2 separate regions of the Mus musculus genome follow, and region 1 is linked to region 2. A link is a contact called in public Hi-C data. All regions are on one chromosome and are shown on one strand. The core of a region is the stretch at or near the end of the contact, and the rest is flanking DNA. Distances in the headings are between cores, read along the strand shown. Region 1 holds the start of Orm1 (orosomucoid 1). Region 2 overlaps Col27a1 (collagen, type XXVII, alpha 1).

Evidence for each region. A called contact is a pair of places that touch in the nucleus more often than the background predicts.
Region 1: a contact with region 2 is called in a Hi-C map of liver, with 2.4 times the contacts expected there. The contact joins the promoter of Orm1 here to the enhancer-like site in region 2. A contact is called at or near these places in 1 of 39 promoter capture datasets (liver), 4 of 484 Hi-C or Micro-C datasets (liver and nephron progenitors) and 3 of 9 other capture datasets (adipose tissue, liver and pancreatic islet).

Annotation. Positions count from the first base shown.
Region 1 is chr4:63,343,119-63,348,121 of GRCm38.p6, forward strand. It overlaps Orm1 (orosomucoid 1), which reads left to right and starts at 1,438. Exons shown (of 6, transcript NM_008768.2): 1 at 1,438-1,596; 2 at 1,951-2,093; 3 at 2,303-2,373; 4 at 2,922-3,029; 5 at 3,164-3,267; 6 at 4,852-5,003. The coding sequence starts at 1,480. The coding sequence ends at 4,932. Gm52743 (a long non-coding RNA gene) reads right to left here and starts at 1,489. Exons shown (of 3, transcript XR_003955430.1): 1 at 1,226-1,489.
Region 2 is chr4:63,228,932-63,234,368 of GRCm38.p6, forward strand. It overlaps Col27a1 (collagen, type XXVII, alpha 1), which reads left to right. Exons shown (of 61, transcript NM_025685.3): 4 at 2,861-2,914. Among named protein-coding and RNA genes, the nearest start is that of Col27a1, 16 kb to the left of the region's middle. Within about 2 kb of position 3,885, at least 37 of the 459 cell types and tissues checked have an H3K27ac peak or open chromatin away from gene starts, as enhancers often do. A contact at or near this core is called in liver, where this site is marked.

The sequences.
Region 1 (5,003 bases), core at 188-2,687, 110 kb after region 2:
GACTGTATAGATACAACAAAACACATATGTTTTGGGTCTCCAGCTCAGCAAGTTCTCCTAGGCCCTGTACAGCCCACTCCACGGCAGGGGGCTCTCAGGACCATCTGTGGCCCCTTCCTTTTGCCCTAGGTGATCACTGTCAATGACTTGATTAATATCATTACAATTAGTCTGGAGCCTCTAGAACGCCCAGTAAACAGGCTCATACAACCCCACCTCTGGGCGATCTGCTGGCAATAATGTTGTCGAGCTGCATTTGTATGGTCAAATCTATCAGTTGTTCATTTCTCTCTGTTGCTAAGCAACACCATCTTTGCATGAAATGTCACAACCCATTTCTCATTTTTCTGGTAATAGGCACTTAAGAGCTTGGAGTTTGTGGCTACTTTGAATAATGCCATTAGAAACATTTACACACATGATACTGGAGGTGACTCATGTGTTGTTTTGTTTTCCTTTCTGTTGGTAGACTAATTTTTAAAGGCAATATGTTGCTCTGACACATATCAGAAAAGGAAACACACAATAGAAATGCCACAGGTTAAAGAGGGGTTGTAATGAAATTAGAACACAGTAAGTGAATGACAAGTTATGTATCATTAAAACATAACCCTGACTACACTGAAACATGAGAACTTGTGGAGGACACAGGAAATAGATCATGAAACTGTGAGCGTGTTCTAACATGTTTGCTGTATTGATGTTTTGAAGCAGCTCACTGTAATCTCAAGCTCGTCTCTGTGCCTCAGCAGGAGTCACCAGGCCTGTCCCTGCAATACTTTTCGAGAGTGTTCATTATGTAGACAAAGATCAGGCAGGAATGAGAACCAGATATTTTCTGGATGATGGGCACAGACCCTGGATTGGGCACACACTGTCCTAGGCAGATCCTTTCCTGCTGTAGATACTGGGAGCTTTGCTGAACTAGATGTTTATCTCAGATTCACCCCTTTGCTGGGCACTTGGCTGCCTTCAGGGCTGGGAAGAAGTCCCCAGGAACATCACACTCCTTTGGAAACTAATCCATCTGTGTTCTTGGCCCTGAACTTGAGCCCCTAAGTGTCTTCTAAGTTCACTATGAACCCTGACTTGGGGCTCCTTCATAGCACACTTGGGAGGTTGATGTATGTGTAGGTTTCACTCCTGCTAGGCAGCTCCATGGGATAAAAGAGGGGTGGGACCACTGTCTGGGACCTAAGTATCATCAGGCTAGCGATGTACATACCTTGACCATGAATCAGCCACTCTGGTGTACGGCAGGAGCCTGTGTCAGGACCAGTAGGTTGAGGGAGCTGCATAAAGCTGGCTTGAGGGAACATTTTGCGCAAGACATTTCCCAAGTGCTGGTGAGATTGTGCCACAGCTCTACTGTCCCTGGCTTCAGTCCCATGCCCTCCCCACATCGTGTCATAAATGTTGCTGCACCATCCAAACACCAATGATCTTTTCCCAGGCCTGGTGGCTCTGAGTGCCCTCAGCATGGCGCTGCACACGGTTCTTATCATATTGAGCCTTCTGCCGATGTTGGAAGCTCAGAACCCAGAACATGCCAACTTCACCATAGGCGAACCTATCACCAATGAGACCCTGAGCTGGGTAAGTGCCTGCCCCGGGCCTGGACCTGTTCACTGTAGGAGGCTACTCTTTCCTCTGGGCTTTCCCTTCCCTGATGTCTGTGCTCATCTCTGTGCTCCTGGTAATGCCCTTGCCTCTCCTGGAGACCTGGTGGCATCTCCCTGCCTCCAAACTCCGAAGCATCACTCTGAGGTCTCTCAGCAAGGGACAGAGCAGTAGGATGGCTGATTTTTGAGTTGCCCATGGGATTCTGGTCTGGAGCTTCAGTTTACCCATGTATGGTTCAGAAGTCATTGCTTGCCTGCCACTAATCAAGACTTGCTAACAAGGTACATATTACAAGCCCTGCTCATCTGTTTGCCTGCTTCTCCCCAGCTCTCTGACAAATGGTTTTTCATGGGTGCAGCTTTCAGAAAACTCGAGTACAGGCAGGCAATTCAAACAATGCAGAGTGAATTTTTTTACCTTACCACCAACTTGATAAACGACACAATAGAGCTTCGGGAGTCTCAAACAATGTGAGTACTTGAAACAGCCAGTCCACCCACCCCAGTCCTTAACTACACTCCTGGATGCCTAGAGACCTGAACAAACTGGCTCTGCCTGGCATCCCCACCCACCTTCAGGAATGGGGACAGCTGTCTTGTCTACTTGCCTCTTGCCCCTTCCCTACCCTGGCCTGGTCAGATCACCTCTTCCTCAGTTGTCCACTTTCTTTTCTCTTTAGAGGTGACCAGTGTGTCTATAACTCCACCCATCTAGGATTCCAGAGAGAAAATGGGACCTTCTCCAAGTATGGTGAGGGTGTGAAACACTGCTTTCTGAGAGGGTATTGCCAGGGTCTGATGGGGCAGCAGAACAGGGCAGTTTTTCTGTGAAGTCACTCTCTGAGGCTTGTAAGTGGAAGCAGATTTCAACCCAAAGTCCAGCTCCCAGGCCAGACTTGCTTTGGCCATTCTTATGATCTTTTGTGAGCTCAGAGGGGAAACCCATGGGTTGGGAAGCCAGTGACTTCAGCCACACACCCATGTCACCAGCGACAGCATGTAGGAGGGCAATCCAATGCTAGTGAGCCAGATCAGACACTCTTATGTTTTAATTGTCCCTGAGCAGAAGTTTTAATGTTTAAGAGGAAGTGTAAACTATGCCCCACCACCACACCACCAAGGGCCCTTTCCAAGGCCCCAGCCATCCCATAACTACGAAGAATGAGAAGTGAGGCTTGCATTCAGCAGAGTCTGAAAACATGGCAGCCCCAGGCACTTGCCCATAGCTATGTGCTTCCTTCCCTTGGGGATAAGACTACAGCATCATTCTAGTGACTCACAAAGACCTTCCTCCTGCAGAAGGAGGAGTAGAAACCTTTGCCCACCTTATAGTGCTGAGGAAACATGGGGCCTTCATGCTTGCCTTTGACCTCAAGGATGAGAAGAAACGGGGACTGTCCCTCTATGGTAAGCACCTCAGAGCTGAGGTCCACAATTGCACTGGGCCTTACTCTTGGTCACCCACCAACATCCCCACCCCTACCTGGCCTCCCTTCTGCTAGACTGATACCCAATAAACCATACTCCCTTCTCCATTGCAGCCAAAAGGCCAGATATCACCCCGGAGCTGCGGGAAGTATTCCAGAAGGCTGTCACACACGTGGGCATGGATGAATCAGAAATCATATTTGTCGACTGGAAAAAGGTAAATGAGGAGGCTGTACGATACCACCCCAGCAGTGCTCCCAGTGTCAGTGACCCTAGAGGCTCAGAGAGGGCAAGCTTCTGGTTAAGGCAGCTCAGCGAGGCAGGTATCTTGTTAAGAACTCTCCTGCCTACTGTGACAGCTGAGATCACAGAAATCCTAGATGGGCAGTGAGCCTGAGTTGGGTGAGGTTAAGTAGGAGGTCCTGGAAAGCTTTTAGAGAATAAGGGAAAGACCAGGAGTGGGGACTGTGGGAATATCCGGTGCCAGGGTGCCAAGTTTCTCTCTGCCCTTCATATTCACTACCTATCCAAGCAGGAGTTATGATTTACGACTTCCATGACACCTCAACTCCAGCAAGTCTGATGGCTTTGATAGGCAGGGATGACCCATGCCGAAACCTCTTGATGTTCAGTCTAACCTTGTGCTGAGGGAGAGGCCACATCAGCTTTGGCTTTCACCCAGGCAAAGCCATGGAATCAACCAATCAGCTTGCATGTAGTTTGAGATACGCAATACTTTTGTAACTTCATTCCCTGGTCACCTGAGCCTTTCCTGGTATCACCAGCCACAGGATTCCCCGGGGGAGGTGCCTACATACAGACACTGCCATTGAGCTATTTCACACCCTGAGTTCCTTACCCCCCACAAGCAGTGGGGCCAGTAGAATCACCCTTCACCTGTGGACAGAAGTATCGGAAAATGCCTGCCATTTGGGGGAGCTGCTCACACTCAATGGGGTGAATAAACCGGATCTCAGAGATGAGGAACAACTTACCCTAGACTAGTGGTTCTCTAGGATGGGTCTCAACCTGTATGTCAGATGTCCTGCAGGTCATATACTTAAGATTTATAACAGTAGCTTAATCACAGTTATGAAGTAGCAATGAAAACCCTGTTGGGGGTCACCCCAACACAAGAAACTGTGTTAAAGTTTCACATTATTAGGAAGGCTGAGAACCACTGTTCTGCCACTGCAGGGAGCCATGGTAGATCTAAGACAGAGCTGGTTGACAGAGCTAGTTGACACTACCATGCCACTGTGGCCAACAACAGTGTTTACACCCCACACCCACATTAAAATATGTGTATACATTGCTAGTGTGTGTGTGTGTGTGCGCGTGCGCGCGCACACGCGTGCGTGCGTACGTGGATATGTGTGTGCATTTGAGTGAGTGTGTGCATGAGTGTGTGCATTTGTGTGAGTGTGAGTGTATGTGTGTGCATGTGTATGCATGTGAGTTCATGTGTGAGTGTGTGTGCATGTGTGACTGTGTGGGTACACAAGCATGCTATAAGACATGTGTGGATGCCAGAGGACACCTGTGGGCTATGTCCTCTTCTACCATTCTCTCCTGGGCTCTGGTTAAGGCTGGATGAACTTCAAGCTGCCCCTCAGGCTTACCTAACTTGCCAGGTTTTTTTCTTCTGTCCTGTTCAATTTGGTTTTGTTTTTGCATCTAACTTTCCATTCCAGGCTACCCTGAAACTCATAGCAATCCTCCTGCCTCAGTATTCAGCATCCCAGGCTTCTGCCACCACCCCTGGGGTACTCACTCTGCTCTCCTCCCTGATATCTTCCAGGATAGGTGCGGTCAGCAGGAGAAGAAGCAGCTTGAGTTGGGGAAGGAGACCAAGAAAGATCCTGAGGAAGGCCAGGCATGAACTCAGCTCTCTGAACTCCGAGGGCTGTCCACAGGCTCACCAAACCCCACCCCTCCTGTGCACTTTGATTC
Region 2 (5,437 bases), core at 2,635-5,134:
TTGTTCAAGAGTGGGATCCCCATGGACTGGCTACAGGAGGTCAGGACACCAGGGGAAGCCTGCAGGGCTATTTCATGTTTCCATGGCTCTGTGTGTGTGCATGCACCCTGGCCCAGGCCTCCTGCACTCCCTGGACAGAGACAGGCCTGCGGCCCCTGCCCCTCCCCCACGCAAGCTCTCTCAGAGGCCTCCTTGTTTCCAGTGTGGAGTGGAAAAATCCCACCCCAGCTCATGATTCATTGGGCTCCCCCGCTCAGGCTGTGGGCCTGGAAAGAAACAGCCACGTTTTCCACTGTGCAAAGGCAGGCCTCACTCAGATGGAGCAGAGGGGCCAGAGCACCCACCATTGGCCGAGCCAACAAAGTGAACACTGAGTCTGGCAGGCACATGGCTGCAGCTGGGCTGGGCAGCTGTGACCCAGGTCCCTGGCTGGTGGGCTGCAGGTGGTAGCTATGTCTCAGCTGGATTGCTGTGTCAAGAGCCAGGCCATAGGCTGACCTTACCAAGATGAGCTATAGATGCTGAGTTGGCCTGGGGTGTGCTGCGTAGACGTGTTAGATGAGGTCAGATTCTGGAAATGTCAGAAGGATACATCCAGGCTTCTGCAGTTGTAACCTCAGCACGGCTTGGCTTTCTGGCAAATGGGAATGGTCTCATTACTCGCTTACCTGATAACCCCAACTCGAAGATGCCAGCACCTGCAAGGACGGGTGTGTTCTTTTTCCAGGTGGCCACAGAAGGGAAGGGATTTAGGACAGGCCACATGGTTAGTCAGAGACAACTGTCCAGCACTGACTGTGAAGAAGTTGTCCAGGGTGGCCCTGTCCCTCTGCTCTCAGCCAGCTGTGTGGCCTTAGACAAGATGCTTTGAATCTCTGATCTGTCTCTGGTTTTTTTTTAACCCATTGGAAGGGCTCAGGCTCAGGATTCGTCTGGCTGTGCATTTTCCTCCAGTTGTGGGTCACCTGCCTGGGAGAATTGAGCCAAGGAGGAGGGCCTACTGGAAAAAAAGACACTACTCTCCCCAAAACAGTAGCAAGGGGTGTGTAGCTTATACTGCTGAATGGGGAAATCCCAGGGGGGTTGCCTAGCAGAAATAACAACTCATGCTATTTGAGCATCAGCTTCATGCCAGGCACGAGGATTAGCACGTTTTATAGATTATCCGTGGCGACGAGCTATTATTATCCCCATTGGACAGCCATGGAAACCCAGGCTTGGCGAGGGAGCGAAAGCCGCTGGCATAAAGCCACCTCTGAATGGCAGGGTGCTGTGCCTGTGTGACCTCCAGCCTATGCTGTACCCTGTGCCTCTAGAGAGGAGGACGGTCTGGACCCAGTCCCAAATCGATGTGGACTGGGTGGAGGGTACTATCAGCTTGGCTGGGGACACACAGAGGCTCAGAGCAGGTTGGTACTTGCCTGAGGCCATTCTGTGACCCTTCTTCCTCTCATAGGGCTGTCCAGTGACCAGTGACTAACTGGTGCTATCTCACTGTCTGGATCTGGGTTATGAATCTCAGGGAAAGAGAGTCCCAGAGTGTTCACAGGCCAGTGTGCCAAGCCGAGCCAAGCAGAGTCGAGCTGCCCAGTGTGAGAGCGCGATCCACTGCCAGCCAGAATGAACACAGTTTTTAACACTGATTCTAACTCGGGCAGGGCAGGGAAGCTGGAATCTCGTGGATGGTTATTCGAAACAAATGAATTCCCAGGCCTCGCACTCCTAGAAAGCCTGGCTTCCTTTGAGGAGTTTAGGCTCAGTCTCTTGCATGCACGTTTGCTAATCTCATTTTCTTCTTTGGGGTGGAAGAGATGGGTCATTAGTTACTACATGCATTTTAAAGGGAGAAGCTGAGACCCCGGGCAGGAGGAAGTCCCAGCATGCTGTGCAAAAATCAGGATGCAAACAGAGTTAGCAGCCCACTGCCTGCTTTCATGGGAAGGGAGCCGAGATGAGACCGTGCAGGTGTATCTCAGTCACTTCCCAGCCGGGCCTTTCTCAGTACTAAGTGAGGAGACATTAAATGTTGTTGAACAAGGATGAGCCTGGGGATTAGCCTGGAAGACTGAGGCAGAGGGAGTTATGGGGGTTTGCTGTAACTTCTTAGGGAGTTGTGATGATGCTGGACCCCACGGGAACAGATGGGCATTTCAGTGCAGGCTCTGGAGCAGACGAGGCAGTAGGAACATACTACCTCTTGTCTTTAAGGAATCCTACAAGGACCTTTGCCCTTACACAGGCCAGGATGTCAGTGGCCACACCCAGCTATGAGTGGCAGCAAGGCCATTTGACCCCAAGCCCAGCTGTTTCAAAGTCCCTGCATGTGCCCTTTGTGCTCCATGTCCCTCTGTGGTGCGAGGATGCTTGGTGTGACCTTGGCTGAGTCCCTTCTCTGCCCTGGCTCTGCAGAGAACTTGGCTGAGCTTGGAGTTTGCCTGCTGTTTTGTGTTATCAGACATTTGGCAGAGCCCTAGGGGTAGGATGACTCATTTTCTGTGTTAGTGCCTTTGAGGGGACTGCCATTTGCTAAGGGAGCCAGGCTTCCAAACAGATACTTCCCCAAAGGAAGAGAGAGAGAGAGAGAGAGAGAGAGAGAGAGAGAGAGAGAGAGAGAGAGGTCAAGAAGGCTTCCTAGAAGAGATGACACCCTAACAAGTTAGCTGAGTGATAAAAGACAAGGCCTCAATAACTGTGAAAGACCCTGAGAACACCAATAAGCATGGGTCCCCCAAGGCAGAGAACTCAAGGAATTCCTCTTCATAGCTATGGGATTTTTGGACAGGATTGTTGATTAACTAATGATTGTATTTTTCTGCTGTACCTTGGCATTGTCTCACACTATTCTTGCTTCCTCTTCAAGGGTCCCCCTGGGCTTCCAGGATTACCTGGATCTCCGGGCGCACGAGGTCCTCGGGTAAGTTACGGTGTGCTGGGTGTCCTTTGGGGGCTCTGGATGACCTTTAGTTTGCATTCCACTGCCCATGGTGCCCCAGCTTGCTGTGAGCCACAGACCTTTTCCTGCCCTTTTCTGTACCCATTTTCCATTGTGTCTTTTTGGGGTGGACATGGTGTCACATGGTCACATTGTCACATGGTGTGTGACAATAATGACTTTGTGCCCTCCGACTTGTACTGCGCATGGTGACCTAGGGCAGGGACTCTTGAAGTCCATCTGCATAAGCAGATACTTGACCTGGAAACCCCAGTGTGGGAGGATGGGACACTGGGGTACCTCCTCCCACTTCCGCCTGGCCATAGTGGCTTTGTGTGTCTGAAGGAACAGTTCTGTGGCCCCAGAGAAGGGCTGAACTCCCAGGCTAGAGTGTGGCTCAGGGTCAGCTGGATTGCAGTAGCTGCTGGAAGCACAAGTCTGAGGGTCAGCCACTTCCATACATGGTACCTGCCTGTCACTTTATGCTGCCCGTGCAGCCCCACCCAGCTGTGGCCTCTACAGGGTAGAGTGGGCATCCTTATTCAGGGATAAGGCGTGACTAGCAATATCAGGACTGCAGCCCAAGATCTTCCCAAATGCTGGGAGCCTAGGGTCCTCTGAGAGGGAAGTCTATCTCTTCCTGGCTGGGACCAATGGCACTCATATCCTAGCTCAGACTGGTTGAGCTTTCCTCATGACAAGGGCCAGGCAAGCACCAGAGGAGGAAACTGCCTGCTACATATTTTTAGCTCTAAGCCCAGCAGTTGGTTTTAGTTATGTAATTAACTCAGGCCCTGTTTCTTTCCAGACCTGGCTGTGTCTCCCTGAGCCCAGAATTCTGGAACCTTCCATCTGATTTGCCTTTTCTCTTGGCTGCAGAACCTGCTGGGGTGCATGCCCAGGGTTAGTTAGGAACTATACAGGTGTCAGGGTCTTGCACTTTGGCCCAACATTCCAGGTCCAGGCGAGCTGATCCCAGTTCCCAGACTTTGCCAGCTTTTTTCTTAGCATCCTCTGCCAGGCAGTTCTTCCGTGCAAAGTCCTCTATCTGCAGCTCAGATGAGACTCCACCCCTTTTCTGCTGACCTTCCCTGTCTGGAGCTCCTTAGCAATTTGCCTGGCACAGCCACTCCCAGAGCTCTGCTGGCTAACCTGCATGAACAGGATACCTCCAGCCTTCCCAAGCACCCTGGGAAATAGGTGCTAGAGTTCTCCTTATTTTACAAAGGAGAAAACTGAGACCTCCCAAAGGTACAACTCCATTAGATAAAGTCAGAGTAAATGCCAGAGGTGAGCGAGGGCTGAGCCTGGGCAGTTTGATTCAATAGCCCCCTCACGTTCCTGAGTGTCCATTGTGCTGGTTTTTCTATCAGTGCGGCCTGGGTCCCCACCGCCTCAGGAGGAGATAGGCCTTCCATCTTACATGCTGCCTAGCAGAGTCACTGGGTGACTGTCTAGGAAAGCTTCCTACCAGGGAGCTGTGTTGACCTTAGGGGAGTCTAGTCCATCCCTTTTTCTGACCTCAGTTTCCTTACCTATGGAAACAAGGCCCTACATTCTGGAGCATCCTTGCAGGTTGGATGACTCTGGATATGCTTCAGGCTCTCTACCTGCCCCACTCTGTGTCTACATTGGAAATTCCGTAGATCCCATAGCTAACAGAAGGTTGGGTTAAACAGTCCTGGTGCCTCTATGCACACAGCAGTGCTGGGCCCTGGGAGGGTCAGGGTCCTACCTTAGTTTACACAGAGCCCTGCATCCCTGTAGACTCCCTGGGCCTGAAGAAGGATGGGGAATCCCCAAGCCCCCAGTCACCGCTCCAAGAAACTCCATCTATGGAATTAATCTGCTTGGCTCGCTGTCAACTATGCGCCTATGAGGCAGTGGCTGGCAGGATGCAGAAGGGACAGCTGTGATGGTGTGTGTGGCACAGCCAAGATCAAGGAGGAGAGGTGGCTGCTCTTAACCTTTCAAGCCATGCTTGTTTCTGGTGGGGTTTTGTGTGTGGGGAGTGGGGCTCAAGGAACCTTCCTCAGTATTCCCCATTAAGCCTGAGCTCTGCCTACACCTTCAGATCCTTGGCAGACTGAACACATGAGCTTTTCCAGACTCCTTAGAGAACCACAGGTTTGGGGTGTTCACAGGATAGGGAGACCAGGGCTGGGGAGGGGGGGCAGGGTGCAGACTGAGTGAGGCTCAGAACGTGGACTAGGTCCTAACCTGTTATACCCCTAGACTGTTGGAAGGAAGACAGGAAGGGCAGACATAGTACTATAAATTCCCCTGGCTGAGGACTCTCCGGAGACTCTTGCTTTCTTCGGTGCTTAGAGAGGGAAGGGATCCAGTTCAGGAATGAATAAGGGAGGAGGTGGCAGGGCCTGAATGAGACAGGCTGCAGCTGTGGGTGGCTCAGAGAAGCAGGGAGGAAACTGCTCTAGACGCAGTCAACTGGTGAGCAGGAGGGATCTGCACAAGGCTATGAGAATCTGAGGGAGCAGTGGACCC